Regions from separate parts of the Canis lupus genome. Here region 2 is linked to region 1. Evidence: chromatin contacts called from public Hi-C data. All regions are on one chromosome and are shown on one strand. Each heading gives the region's core, a stretch centred on a gene start, on an enhancer-like site or on the middle of the called end of the contact. The rest is flanking DNA. Distances are from core to core; before and after follow the strand shown. Region 1 holds the start of QTRT1 (queuine tRNA-ribosyltransferase catalytic subunit 1). Region 2 has its middle 14 kb from the start of KEAP1.

The links. A called contact is a pair of places that touch in the nucleus more often than the background predicts.
Region 2: a contact with region 1 is called in a Hi-C map of blood, with 2.2 times the contacts expected there. The contact joins the enhancer-like site here to the promoter of QTRT1 in region 1. A contact is called at or near these places in 2 of 9 Hi-C or Micro-C datasets (amygdala and blood).

What each region holds. Positions count from the first base shown.
Region 1 is chr20:50,893,518-50,901,202 of UU_Cfam_GSD_1.0, forward strand. QTRT1 (queuine tRNA-ribosyltransferase catalytic subunit 1) reads right to left here and starts at 3,186. Exons shown (of 10, transcript XM_038567292.1): 1 at 2,880-3,186; 2 at 2,579-2,647; 3 at 2,342-2,480. The coding sequence starts at 3,122.
Region 2 is chr20:51,060,318-51,068,002 of UU_Cfam_GSD_1.0, forward strand. No RefSeq gene overlaps it. Among named protein-coding and RNA genes, the nearest start is that of KEAP1, 14 kb to the left of the region's middle. Within about 2 kb of position 5,069, at least 10 of the 20 cell types and tissues checked have an H3K27ac peak or open chromatin away from gene starts, as enhancers often do. A contact at or near this core is called in blood, where this site is marked.

The DNA of each region.
Region 1 (7,685 bases), core at 1,936-4,435:
AGGGATAGAGAGTTAGTGTTTAATGCGAACAGAGTTTCAGTTTCACAAGATGAAGAGTTCTGAAGAGGGATGGTGGTGATGGTTGAACAATGCAAATGTGCATAATGCCACTGACTTGGACACTTAAAACATGGTTATAATAGGGGTGCCTGGCTGGCTCAGTCAGTAGAGCATGCCACTCTGGGTCTCACAGTCAAGTTCAAACCCCACATTGGGCATGGCACCTACTTAAAGAAATAAGTAAATTTAAAAAGTGAAAAGTAAAAATAAATGAGTAAAAATGGTTAAATTTTTTTAATGGTAAATTTTTATGTGACATGTATTTTGCCACAATTTTTTTTTTTTAAAGATTTTATTTATTCATTCATGAGAAACAGAGAGAGACAGAGACCTAGGCAGAGGGAGAAGCAGGTTCCCTGCGCGGAGCCTGATATGGGAATCGATCTCAGGACCCAGGGATCACAACCTGAGCCAAAGGCAGACGTTCAACCACTGAGTCACCCAGGTGCCCCACCACCATTTTTTTTTTTAAGATTTTATTTATTTATTCATGAGAGACACAGAGATAGAGGCAAAGACACAGGCAGAGGGAGAAGCAGGCTAATGCAGAGAGCCAGACACGGGACTCAGTTCCAGGTCTCCAGGACCACACCCTGGACCGAAGGCGACACTAAACCGCTGAGCCACCCAGGCTGCCCTACAATATTTTTTAATGGAAAAAAGAAAAAGTAACGTTTCACAGGGTACTGCCCCAGACCTTCTAGGATGCTATGTATACTACATTATTTTTATAAAATATTACAATTCTGAACTGACCTGAAGAATTTCAGGATCCAGGTCATGGATTTATACATGTTAGAAACGCCCAGGGAATATTGCCAAGATGCATCATTACAGGAAAAAAGCACACACAGTGCACCACACAAACCCAAGATGGGGCAATTTAATAAATAAACAAACCCATGATATCATGGTGATCCTAGAAAAACTGAATGAAAAGATTCATTCATCACTGCTGGAAGATGCTAAGTAATTAATCCATGAAAACCCAGTAAATGAGGAAAGGAATGAATCCCACTTTTCCTATATGAATTAAACAAGCTGGTCTCCCAAGGGTAGGTGAGGGACATTTGTCTTTACAGAAATAACCTGGTTGATGAATGAAGAAAGAATATTACCACTTTGGAACTCCTAATGGCATGATAGTCCCAGGCAGAGTGTTGATGGTTCACTGGGAGACACCAGCAGACATTAGGGGCTTCCTGATGGAAATATACATGATGTGAAGCCCTCTTGCCAAAGGAAAGAACGTGAATCTGGCGCAGACCTTGAACTCTGACCCCCACCAACTAAGTAAACCCAGAAGGCAGAGGAAAACTGTTACACAGCACTATGGAGAAGTGGCCAGCAAAAGTCATTCTCTGTGACACACTACAGGGGAAAGGAACTCGTTTCTTCAAGGAGCAAATTTCTTTAAAAAAAAAAAAAAAAGGACAGTGCCTGGGTGGCTCAGTCAGTTAAACCCCAGACTCCTGATTTCCATTCAGGTCATGATCTCAAGGGTGGGGAGATCCAGACCCACCTCGAAAACCACATCCAGCCCTTGGCCCTTCCTCAGTGCTTGGGATCCTCTGCCTCTCCCTCTGCCCCTCCCTCCACCCTCTCAAATAATTAAAATCTTTAACAAAAAAAAAAAAAAAAAAGGAAGAGGGGCCCCTGGGTCAGTCAGTTAAGCATCTGCCTTGGGTTCAGGACATGATTCCTGGGTTCTGGGATCCAACCCCCATTGGGCTCCCTGTTCAGCAGGGAACTTGCTTCTCTAGCTCCCCCTCCTGCTCCCCCTGCTTTCACACTTCTGCGAGCTGTCAAATAAATAAAATCATTTAAAAAAAGGAAAAAGGGAAGGGGGTAGAGCTAGAAACTACATGTGTACTATATACAATAAAGAGAAACGTTCATTGTCTTTACCAAGGAATGGCGGGGGGGGGGTGGGGGGTGGGGGGGAGGGGGTACTGATGGAAATGCGAGGGACCTAAAGCTTCCCCAATCCCCCTTTGGTGCTTCCATAATTTCAACATATCTTTGCCGAGCTAATTTGTCATTTAGGAGAAATAATAGCAATAAAATCATAACAAAAGCTACGACACGCCAGGCACTGTGTTAAGAGATTTACAAACATTACGTCATTATTCCTGTGAACTATCCCCATTCAAGTCCGCTCGTGTGAAGCTCAGGCAAGGGGAGTGACCTACCCGAAGCCCAGCAGCAAGGAAGGAAAGCGCCCGCCTCACCTCCACCCTCTAGAGGCAAGGGAAGGGGAGGCCGCCCCAGATTCGCTCACCTAAAGCGTTCTGGATCTCCACGGACTTCTCCGGGCTCAGGAGGGTCTCGTCGCCGTCGTAGGGAGAGCGGAAGCGGACGCCCTCCTCCGTCACCTCGGACAGGGACACCAGAGACACCATCTGGAAGCCGCCGCTGTCCTGGGGGAAATCCCACCGCAGGGCGGTCAGAGGGGTGGGACTGGAGACCCTCCACCTCTGACAAGTGCCCTGGGACCCCGGCCCCGATGCCACCTCACCGTCAGCAGATTGTGGGGCCAGTTCATGAAGCCGTGGAGACCGTGGGCTTTCTGGATCAGCTCGGGTCCCTGGGTTAGCGGAAGAAAGGATCAGGTTAGGGGCGAGCGCTGCCCTGAGGGCTCATGTTGAAGGACAGAGCTGGCCAGCTCGGGTCCCCGCCGCTCCCTCACGCCCAACACAAGGCCCGGGCCACCAGGGTCACTCGGTAGGTGTTTGTGGATTGACTTGGAGGCCCGTGTCTCGGAGGAGCCCGTACTCCCCACTCTCTGCCGCCGCCCCAACAAGGCAGAACCCACCCACCGGCCTCAGACCCAGATGGTAGGTGTTGCCCAGGCAGATGCGGCAGCCCAGCGCGTCCAGTTGCTCGGCCGTGATGCCCTTCATAGTGGCCTGCGTGCCCACTGGCATGAACACCGGAGTGGCTACCGGCCCGTGCGGCAGCCTCAGCTCTCCTGCCCGGGCCCTGGATCGGCTGCACTCGGCCACCAGCCGCATGATGCGCGGGGCCGACTCTAGAGACGTGGGGTTTACTGCTGCCGCCATCTTAGCTGACGGAACCACGTGGACACTGCAGCACCCTGGGCGGCGCCATGTTGATTGGAGTCACGTGACGCGGGCGCGGGCTGCAGCGGCGGAAGAGAGTGGGGGAACCATGGCAACAGACGCCGGCGCGCTCGTCCCCGCGGAGCGTCCAGTTCGCTCCCACCCGCTGCGTGTTGTCGGGAAAAATAAATATACTTATGGGTTTGAACCCCACCCCGGCCACTTGCCTGCTCTACAATCAAAGCCTCTCTCTAAGCGATCATTTTTCTCCTGTATAAAATGGGGCGAATAATTGTGTTTCGGTATTAAAAACGTTGTAAAAGGGCGCCTGGCTTGGCTTCAGTCGGTAAATCATGCCACTGGATCTCGGGGTTTTAGTTTCAAGCCCCACCTTGGGTGTTGAGATTGCTACAAATCTTTTAACAAAAAGTAAAAATATAAATAAATAAAAACTGGGATCCCTGGGTGGCGCAATGGTTTGGCGCCTGCCTTTGGCCCAGGGCGCGATCCTGGAGACCCGGGATCGAATCCCACGTCGGGCTCCCGGTGCATGGAGCCTGCTTCTCCCTCTGCCTGTGTCTCTGCCTCTCTTTCTCTCACTGTGAGCCTATCATAAATAAATAAAAAAAATAAATAAATAAATAAATAAATAAATAAATAAATAAAAACTATGTAAAGACTGAGAAGCATGCATATAGAGATCTTAATCAGATGCCTTGCACAGGCTTTTGTCTATCTTGTCCATTAATTTGTCCCAAGAATTTAGAACAGCACCTAGCACCCAGTACATGCTGAATATACATTGATTTATACAATGAGAGAAAGAATGCCAGATTTACAGATTGAGACCCAGAACCTAACCACATTAATTCATTCATTTATTCAGTGAAGACCTACGTATATACATCCCTACTAGTGCCAGCCTTTGTGCTGCACAGGGATGAGAGGCTGGGTCATGGATTTATTGAGCACTAGCTGTGTTCCTCTAATAACCAAGTATTATATAATATATAAGAACTGTTATTGTTGAAAATGGAGCGGATATCTATCCCAGCCAGCAGAGGGCGCCATTGCCCCAGAATCCTTCCTCTCAGTGGCCCAATGGCCTAAATTGTGCTGATCTGAACAAGATTCTGACCCTCAAGGAGCCTTAGGCTAATGATGCCAGCTTTTCAGGGTGGCAGGAGTCTTCACTGAGGCCAAGTCTGGAAAATGCGCAACCATGAGATTCCACCTCAGGGCCTTTGCACTTGCTATTGCCTTTGTCTGCCATACTTTCTGATTTTCCCATGGCTTTTTTGTCAGTTGCTCCTGACTCCCCCAGTCTTAATAATGTTGCACCTCTATCACTCTGTATCATGTCGCTTATAACTTATATTGTACTTTTAAAGCCTCCACACAGGGATGCCTAGGTGGCTCAGTGGCTGAGCCTCTGCCTTGGGCTCAGGGTGTGATACTGGAATCCCAGGATCCAGTCCTACATCAGGTTCCTTGCAGGAAACCTGCTTCTCCCTCTGCCTGTGTCTCTGCCTCTCTTCCTCTATCTGCCATGAATAAATATATAAAATATTTTTCTATTTTTTTAAGATTTTATTTATTTATTCATGACAGACAGAGAGAGACAGAGGCAGAGACACAGGCAGAGGGAGAATCAGGCTCTATGCAGGAAGCCCGATGTGGGACTCGATCCTGGGCTCTAGGATCACACCCTGGGCTAAGGCAGGTGCTAAACCACTGAGCCACGCAGGCATCCCAATAAAACCTTGAAAAAAAAAAAAAGCCTCTATACGTTGACAATGCCCAAATTTTAATCCAGCGTAGTCCTCTCATTGAACTCCTCTTTACAGATGCCTCCTTGACATCTCCACTAGCTGTCTGTAGGCACTCAAACTCTAGATGCAACGCTCCTTACTGTCCCCCCCAAGCTTACCTATCTCCTTCCACCCTTCCAGGAACTCAGACCAGAAAACCAGAAACTTACGGGTGGTCCTTGACCTCTGCCTTCCTCCCTACATCTGATATATCAGTAATTTCCAGCTGCTTATTATTAATACACTTCTTTCCATTCTTGTATAAGCCCACCTTGGTCACGGTATCTTTTAATATACTATGGCATTTTACATTAATTTTAATTAACATTTTATGTAAAATTGCTGCAACACATCTGCTATAAATTATATTGCTCTGTAGTTTTCCTTTCTTGTACTGTCTTCATCTGAGTTTGGTGTCTAAATATCTATTTCCTGGAAGATATTGTGCAAAATTGGAATGATCTCTTTCTGGAATATTTTATTAACCCACTTGTATACCCATCTGGTTATGTTGTTTTCCTTGAAGAAATATTTGTAGTTACTGATTTAAGGTGGTGTGTGTGTGTGTTTAATTTTTAAAATACACTCTACAGGGTAGCCCCAGTGGCTCACCGGTTTAGCACTGCCTTCAGCCCAGGGTGTGATCCTGGAGACCTGGGATCGAGTTCTGCATCAGACTCCCTGCATGGGGCCTGGTTCTCCCTCTGCCTGTGCCTCTGCCTCTCTCTCTGTATCTCTCATGAATACATCAATAAAATCTAATAATAAAAAATAATAATAATAAATAAATAAAATACACTCTACACTGAACATGGGAATCCATCCAACTCAAGACTGGTAAGAGTGACCAAGGGTCCCATGCTCTACAGACTGAGTCAGCCCTGAGCGTCACCCTGGTTCTTGAAAGATAGTCTCAGGGCGCCTGGGTGGCACATTCTGTTAAGCGTTGGACTCTTGATCTCAGGTCAAGTCTTGATCTCAGGAAGGTGAGGTCCAGCCCCATATTGGGCTCCATTTCCAGCATCAAGCCTGCTTAAAAAAAAAAGAAAGAAAAAGAAAAAAAGTTGACAGTTATTTCTCTTAGCCCACTGAACATATTCGGCTCATGGCTTCCACGGTCACTGTTAAGTAGGATCTTGTAACATTGTCACTGTTAAGTAGGCGGCGGGAATGTGGGGAGCCAGGCCACCTCGCCCTCTGCTTCTGCAGGAGCTCCCGGGCGGGTGGTGAGGACCAGATGCTGTTTGCACGGATGCTGTGGCTGCTGCGGCGGCCCCCCGAGCAGAGTACCGGCCGGAAAGAAGCTACTGGAGGTGAGGGCGACAAAGGACGTGGCCTGGCTGCAGCAGGCACAAGGGACCCAGCCATCGCGGGCTGCAGGCTCTGAGCTGGGCGGGGCGTAGCAAATAAGCAATCCCCTGTGCCCATTCGTCCGCGGTCTGGTCCAGGGCTTTCATTCATGACCCTGGAGAGGCAGAGGGCTCGAGGTTGCAGGTGTTGGACTAGGAAGAGGGACAGGCGGAGGCCACCCTGGATGGACACTTTGAAGCTGACCCTCCCTAGCAGGTGGCTGCCTCCTCGTCCCAACCGCTGGACTCACCCCACTTCCTTACATTCTTTTAATCCCAGACTCTGCTCTAGTACCCTTGCTGCTTCTTAGCCCCAGTACTAAATTTAAAAGTATGTTTAAAATTCTAAGGGGAGGCGGGGAAGGATCAGGGTCTCAATCAAAATGCTATTTCTTGGGACACCTCTGTGGCTCAGGTCATGATCCCAGGGTCCTGAGATGGAACCCCACATCCTGCTTCCTGCTCAGTGAGGGGTGGGGCTTGCTTCTCCTTTGGCTGCTTCCCATGCTTATGCTCTCTCTGTCAAATAAATAAGTAAATAATATATTTTAAAAATGCTATTTCTTAAAAAAAATGCTATTTCTTGTGATCTCTTCTTTCTGGTTTCCGCTAAAAATTATTATTTTTTAAAAAGATTTTATTTATTTATTCATGATAGAGAAAGAGAGGCAGAGACACAGGCAGAGGGAGAAGCAGGCTTCATGCCGAGAGCCCGACGTGGGACTCGATCCCGGGACTCCAGGATCGCGCCCTGGGCCAAAGGCAGACGCTAAACTGCTGAGCCACCCAGGGATCCCCTAAAAATCATTATTTTTTATTTGCCATTTTGCAATTTTATACGATGTGTCTCAGTGTGGATTTCTTGTCATTTATCCTATTTGAGATTCCTTCAAATTCTTGAATCTGGTGATCAGAGCCTCTCCATGATTTTGGAAATACTCAGTTATTCTCTCTTTGAAGAGCTGCACTTGCCTCAAACAGCCTAGTGACAAGAAATGCTGAGGTGTTGCCCCTCCTGAGACAATAATCACACACACACACACACACACACACACACACACACACACACTGGGGACTCAGGATGAACAAACCTTATGTGCCTGGTTGCACCAGTCTGGAGTGGAGTTTCCATGTCACTGAACTGGTGGAAGGAAGGAAGGTAAAAGATAATAAACACCAGAAACACTCATTATCCCACTGAATTTTCTCATAGATTTTCTTGAATGCTTTCTTCCTCATTCCTAAGTGCCCTTAGGACCACTTCCAGAGACATTACATGGTTGTTATTTTAATGCTTTTCAGGGACACCTGGGTGGCTCAGTGGTTGAGCATCTGCCTTCAGCTCAGGGCGTGATCCTGGGGTCCTAGGATCAAGCCTGTTTCTCCCTTTGTCTATGTCTCTG
Region 2 (7,685 bases), core at 3,819-6,318, 170 kb after region 1:
ACTTCTAGATCTTTCTATTTGTGACATCACATTCCTTTTGCCAATTACCCATGTTCTGTTTTATCTCTTCCAGTACTGACAGACATTTAGGTCTTCTCATTTCTCAGAATTACAGATAAGGGTGAAATGCCTACTTTAACCATGTCTCCTCGGGCACAAATGTGTATAGTTCTCCAGGGGAATACTAAGACGTGCAACTTACTAGATCTTAGGTAAGCACAGCTTTCCTTAGATGCTTCCAGATCGCCCTCCAAAGTGGTTGTTAACAAACCATGTTCTTACTGCTTTTAGAAGTTCTTTATAAATTTAACACAGTCAAATTTATCACTCTTCCTTCATGTTTCTTCTCTTTTATGTCATATTTAAGAAGGACTTTTGGCTCTTGCCATTTTCCTCAGCTTCCTACCCATTTGTGAAGTTATCTCCTGGCCGTACGCTGTTTCTGCTGAGGTTAACCAGACTTGAGTTTTGATGGTTCTGTTGAAACCAAGAATCCTGACTAATAGACTAATCCTGACTAATCCTGACATCAATAAATTTTTGTAATATCTTTTTTCTTCAGATATTATTAAGTTTTGTTTTTGTACTGTTTTAAAATCCAACAGGAATTTGTTTATATGTATGGTATCAAGTAGGAATTTAATTTTTTTGTATGGATAGGTATTGCTGCTCGACCATTTATTTTTCAAACCATTTCTTGACTAATTCTTTACCTATGGTTCTGAAATGCTATCCCAATCACATACAAACTTCTCATGAATGCACAGGATCTCAATTCTGTTTGGCTTTCTGCTGTTTTACCTAAATATCCATTTTTGCAGCAATTTCATCATTTCAAGTACTACAGTTTTATAACATGTCTTAGTATCAGAATAAGTTCCTTCTCCCTTTTCTTCCAAAAAAAAAAACAAAAAAAAAAAAAACAACAAAACAAAACCTTGAACTGTTACTGTATATTTATTCTTTGCTTCATGGATGAAATTCCATGAAAAATGAAAATTTTAATTGGGTTGCATTAAAATTGTCGAGTTGGGGAGTAATAATATTTTTACAATAATAAGTCTCTCCATTCATGAACTTTATGTATCTATTTAATGAAGTCGTCTTTGCTGGCTCAGGAAAGCTTTATAACTTCTCCACATAGGCCTTGCAAAAGGTTTATTCATGGGGGTTTTATTGGTCTGGTTGCTGTTGTCAATGAGATCTTTACTTCTCAATCCTTTACAATTGGTATTTCTGAAAAAAAAAAAAAAAAAAAAGTATTTCTGGTATATGGGAAAGTTGTTGATACAGATATCCCAATCTTCCACCAGCCTCTTTCTAGTTTTGTTTTGTTTTAGCAGATAGTTAAATCATCTGCAAATAGTAGTGGAATGTCATCTTTTCCAGTAGTTATACCACTCATTTATTTTTCTTGCCTTATAGCATTAGCTAAGACCCTCTGTCAAAATGTTGGTTAGTTGTGGGAATAATGGGAATAGTTGTCTTATTCCCAATAATAAGGTGAGTGCTTCTAACGTGCTACCATTAAGTCTGATATTTGCCAAAAGATTTTCTGTAAGCTATACTTTAAGATTTGCTGGAACTTTTTTCAAGTTCTTCTTCTATGACTAGTTTGCTATGTGGTGTTTGGGGTTTTTGTTGTTGTTGTTGTTCGTTTGTTTGTTTTTAATCATAAGTGGGTGTTGAATTTTCCAGAAGTCTCTCATTCAATAGGTGGGTCCCAAGAAATTGCATTTCTTACATTCCCAGTTGATGCTGTTACTACTCATCCAGGGACCACACTGGAAGACTTACTGGTGTAGAACAAGAACAGTGGGTTAAAGACACATTCTGAGAAACATTTAAAGAGTAAATGGAAGAAAAGCCCCAACAAACAGCAGCAGCAGAAAAGCATGAGAGAAATGAAGAAAAGTATAGTGTCACAAAAGATAAGTGGAGAAAAAATCTAGCACAAAATTTTTTTTAATATTAGGGAATATCCCCCCCCTTTTTTTTTAAAGATTTTATTTATTTATTCATAGAGAGAGAGAGAGAGAGAGAGGCAGAGGGAGAAGCAGGCATCATACAGAGAGCCCGATGTGGGACTCAATCCAGGGTCTCCAGGATCACGCCCTGGGCTGCTGGTGGCGTTAAACCGCTGCACCACCGGGGCTGCCCTAGCACAAAAAATTTAAGGAACAATGCTATGAGGCACAAAGGACTTCAGAAAGAACCCTTCAAATGCCCACTGGATCTGGTGACTGGAAAGTTAACTGAGAACCTTTTTGGTAGAATAATGAAAGTAGAGCAGCAGATTCCTTCAGTAAATGGTTATGGAGTGCCTCCTTGCAACAGGTACTGTTGCTGAGAAGACAACACTGAATCAGTGCAGGAAACTGAGGAAGGGAATATGAATATCTCTTCTGAGGCATTAGGATGAGAAGAGGCGAAAAAAACTGGATGAAAAGCTACAGCAAAAAAAAAAAAAAAGGGATCCCTGGGTGGCACAGCGGTTTGGCGCCTGCCTTGGGCCCGGGGCTTGATCCTGGAGACCCGGGATCGAGTCCTACGTCGTGCTCCCTGCATGGAGCCTGCTTCTTCCTCTGCCTGTGTCTCTGCCTCTCTGTCTCTCTCTGTGTGACTATCATGAATAAATAAGTAAAATCTTAAAAAAAAAAAAAAAAAAGCTACAGCAGAACAAAGAGTTCAGGGTGGGTTTGGGGTTTTGTTTTTGAGATTTGAAAGACAGAGCCTGTTTATAAGCCGAGGGGAAGTTTCCATATAGAAAGATTATCAAAGATGAAGGTGAAAGAGGGTGGATTCATAGTGATGGTAAAAATAACTTCCTGCTCTCAATCAAGTGGACAGTGTCTAAGGTAACTTTTAGCTCTGTGAAGGGCACTGTAGTACTGGATGCTTAGAGCCCCTTGCTTTGTGCAATACAACATGCCTTCGATTCAATGAATATCTTCTCCCTTGGGTGTGCATTCTGGTTTTAAAAAATAAGTGTTAGTGGAACTAAATATTGCAGAAGATAGAACTTAAGGGGGGGGGAATACACTAGAATCAACAGATTAGCCTTGAGACCCATATCTGGCACTTCAACTTGGTGCAAATCCTCTCTGTGCCTGGCTTTCCTCGTCTGTAAAATGGGGATAATAACCACCTAGCACCTGGCACACAGTAAGATACAATAAGTGTAGTCTCACAGAAGGGAATGAGGTAAGTACTGGAAATCTGAAATGCTAACATTCATCAGGATTATCGAGGTTGTTACCATTAGCATGCTAATGGTATAACATTTAATGACCTCAGAGCACTTCACGTGTTTTACTTAAAATCCCTCAGTGGCTCTTGTAACCCGTGAAAACTCAGTGCTTCCACCAACCCATCTGCCTTATTTTGTGATGGTTTTGTAGCTCCCCATAACTCTCTGAGCTAATTCGGGAGGCGTGGTCGAAAAGGAAGGCAGCACCCTCTTGTGGGCTTCCAGGCGGAAAGAGGAAGTATTGCCAGAGACGGAGAGCTAGAAAAGGAACAAGATTGGAGGGGCCCAGGGTGCAAAATTACCTGACCTTGGCTTGTTCCTATTTTTTAAAATTAGCATTCTTCAAAACTTCTGGGTAAATTATATTTATAGTAAATGAAACAACTGCAAATGCCTCAGGAAGCTCCCCCTATTTAAAGAACTCTCCTATGAGCCCCAGCACCACATCCACACCTCAGGGCCATAACTTTGATTTTCTTAGGCCACACCTTACGCAGGGCACTCAGGAGCATCTTTCAGACTACACATTCCAGGATCTGCCCTAATTAAATCAGCTGATAATAACTTTGGTGGGAGATTTTATATGTGCTGCCGAAGCAAGCACTGGTGGGAGATTTTAAACCGAGTTGCCCAATGCTGCTTTCAGCTGCCTCTTTGCCTTCACTTTCTCTTAGCTTCAGGGTCAGGAAAGATGAATCTCATTAGCCAAGGAGGTGGTGTTTAAATCTCAGTTATGGCAGGTACATCTCTTTCATGTCTACTGCACGTCTTGTCGTTATGCATCATATCTCCCTGGTCATCTCTCAATCCAACTAAGGATTCACCAAGTGAAGAGTCAGGGCAGGGCCAACAAATACTTCGGTGCCTACCTTGTCCCAGGCACTGGGTAGAGATGACTAGGAGCAGGCAGTTTCTGTCCTCATGCAGCTTGTAGTCAACCAGGCAGGAGACAGACTTTTTGTTCCCTGATGAACCACCACAAACCCTGAGGAAAAAGTAGCCTGCAGAACTCAGAAGCACAGTATTTGTGGGCCTCGTATTCAGAATTATTCCTCTATTCTTCCATCTTGTTCACCACTTGATGAACACAACAGGAATGTCACACGTATTTGAATATGGACGAGACAATTCTTGACCTCCGTGGCGGGGGCGCTGAAGCGCTGTGGGATTGAATGGAATTGGCCAGCTCTTCCAGGCTGCAGATTTTGCCAACTCTGTGCTCAGTCTTTCAGGATTTCAGTTCAACACCAGGAAGCCCTCTTGACCTCCGTCTAACCCTCACCATCAGATCTCTTGGGACTTCATGGGCCAGAGTAATTCCTCTTCCAGGCAACGGTCCTACACATACCCGGTGACTCAATTAAGTGCCTGCTGACCATGTCAGGAACCATGAGAAGCCCCTGATATTTTAAGGCAGCTTTAGATCTTTCCTGCGGCTTCCATTTTGGGAGAAACAGCCCCAGTTCCTTAAAGAACTTCTCAGGGGACACAGTAAGTGCCTGTGTCAGCCAGTCTCTCTCTCTCTCTCTCTCTCTCTCCCTGTGAAGGCCCACACACTGCGGGCCAGCTGAGTCTCCCCCGTCCCCCTCCAAAGCTGCGGGCAGGAAAGCACGGGGTGGGACGGCTCAAATTGCAGAGAAAAGCCGGATAATGCTCCTTGGGGCTGTGGGGACGGCAGTGACAGGAAACCCTCAGCCAAGGGGGCGTGACCCCAGGCCCTCTGTCGGCAAGGAACACTGGGGACACTTGCGGAGGGGGGAATGGCAGGAGAGGGGACCTCTCGACGAAAGGGTGACGCCTGGGTCCCTTAGGAAAGACGATGCTGGGGCCCCTCAGGGAAGGGGACTGACACCGGGTTCCCTCAGGAAGGGCTGATGAAGCTGGGAGTCCACCTAAGGAAGTATGAATGGCTCTGGCGTCCTTCTCAGGAGGAAGGGACGATGCTAAGGTTCACCTCCAGAAGGAAAGACGACGCCGGGGTCCTCCTCAGGAAGAGGGGACATCTCAGGGGTCCCTCTTGGGTAAAAGGGTTGATGGCTCCGGGAAAAGGGGTGCAAACGACGCCAGAGTTCTCTCAGGAAGGGAGGCTGACGCTGGGGTCCCCTTAACAAGTGGGAACCACGACGCACGAGGTCACTCTCAGAGAGTGACGCCAGGTCCCCTCACCCACCTGGAGGTTCGAGCACCTGCAGCCGCCCGAGCGCCTCAGCTCGCTCAGCCCTGGGGCTCCCAAGGCGAAGCGGCCGCGCCCCTCATTGGCGGCCTGCTCGGCTAATGACAGCCACGACAGCCAATCGTAGCGCAGGAGGAAATCTCCCGCGTGCCCTCGCCACGCCTTCGTCTCGGTCTGCGCGTGCGTGCATTTCCGAACCCGCTGCAGTTCCCCAGCTCGGCTCTGGGTGGCGCTTGAGGGCTGGAGCTCCGCGTCCGCTCTCCCCAGCCCGTGACCCATTTACAGTAGAATACTTCGTAAGGCTGTTGTGAGAATCCAGTGCAATAACTTACGTAAAACAAACAGCGTCTGGCACCTCGTAACCTGGGCAGTTATTATTTGCATTCTACAGCGGGGGAAACTGAGGCACGGAACAAGTAAATAACCTGCTCCCAGGAACTCAGTCATTAACTGGAGGCGTGGGAGCTAGATTCCAGGCAAGCTGAACCCAGACTCTGTGTGCTTATCTACCATGCTTTGTGCCTCCCAGATAACAAACACCGGGTATTTCTTTACCCTGATTATAAAATAACTTTACCCTTGATTATAAAATTAATACCTGCTCACTGCTAAAGTTCAGAAATCAAAGTCTACGGAACGGAAAACACAGATCTCTCCGAATCCTACCATTGGAGACATTGTTAATATTTTTATGGACAAACTGCCTTTTCTATGCACTTAATCTTTTAGTAGGATCATGTAATGCAGAACATTTTTTTTTTTAATGCAGAACATTTTGAAATCTGCTCTTCTCATTGTAAATATGTTGTCATTTCAATAAATGTAGACCTACTTCATTGTTTTTAATGGCTGCATGTTCTTCCACTGTTCAGAGAAAGTATAATTTAGTGACCTCTAATGTTGAACATTTTTTTAAGGGAGGAAATGTATTTTTTTAAGGATTTTTAAAAGAATTTATTTATTTATTTATTTATTTATTTATTTATTTATTTATTTATTTGACGGAGAGAGAGAACGAGCACCAGCTGGGGGAGCAGCAGAGGGAGAGGGAGAAGACAGGCTCCCCACCAAGCAGGGAGCCTGATGCCGGGCTGGATCCCAGGACGTTGGGATCATGACCTGAGCCTAAGGCAGACACCCAACGGACTGAGCCACCTAGGTGCCCATGTTGGACATTTTTAATAGTTCTTTACTTTTCTTTTCTTTTTTAAAAAGATTTTATTTATTCATTAGAGAGAGAGAGAGAGAGAGAGAGAGGCAGAGACACAGGCAGAGGGAGAAGCAGGCTCCACACAGGCAGCTTGATGTGGGACTTGATCCCAGGAATCCAGGATCATGCCCTGGGTGGAAGGCAGGCGCTAAACCGCTGAGCCACCCAAGGATCCCCATTCTTTACTTTTCTAACCAATACTGGAATGGGCATTTTGTGCCTTTAGGTTTTTATCCAACTGTTTCTATCAGATGAATATTTTAACAATTTTTTAAAGATTTTATTTATTTGAGAGAGAGAGCTTGAGCAGGGAAGAGAGGGAGAAGTGGGCTCCCTGATCACCCAGTAAATATTTAAAAAACTGCAATGGCTAGGTCAAAATGCATGCAGTTACATTTTTGATAAGTATTGTCAGACCATTCTTGGAAAGCTTTATGTGCCAACTTCTACCAACACTAACGAGCTATGAAAGTTCTTTGCCCACCCCAGGATGGTCCATTTTTTTTTCATTATTTGCCAGTATATTGTATATGTATATATAATATATATAATTATAAATATATAATATATATAATATACTGGCAAAAAAATATATATATATATAATCTACTTACAGGCCCCTGGCTGTCTCAGTCAGTGGATCATATGACTCTTGATCTTGGTGTTTTGAGTTGGTACCTCACTTTGGACCTAGAGCTTACTTAAAACTAAATAATTTTTATTTTTATTATTTATTTATTTATTATTTTTTATTATTTTTTAAGATTTTATTTATTCATTCATGAGAGACAGGCAGACACACAGGCAGAGGGAGACACAGGGAGCCTGATGTGGGACTTGATCCCAGGAATCCAGGATCATGCCGTGGGCAGAAGGCAGGCGCTAAACCGCTGAGCCACCCAGGGATCCCCAAAACTAAATAAATTTTAAAAATAAAAACAAGTGTTTTAATTTGTACATCTTTATATTTTTATTCCGTGAAAGAGGGAGAAATATTATCTGTCTCAGGATTTTGTGCAGGTGGAATAAAGTAGCAATAATAGGAGCAGCGG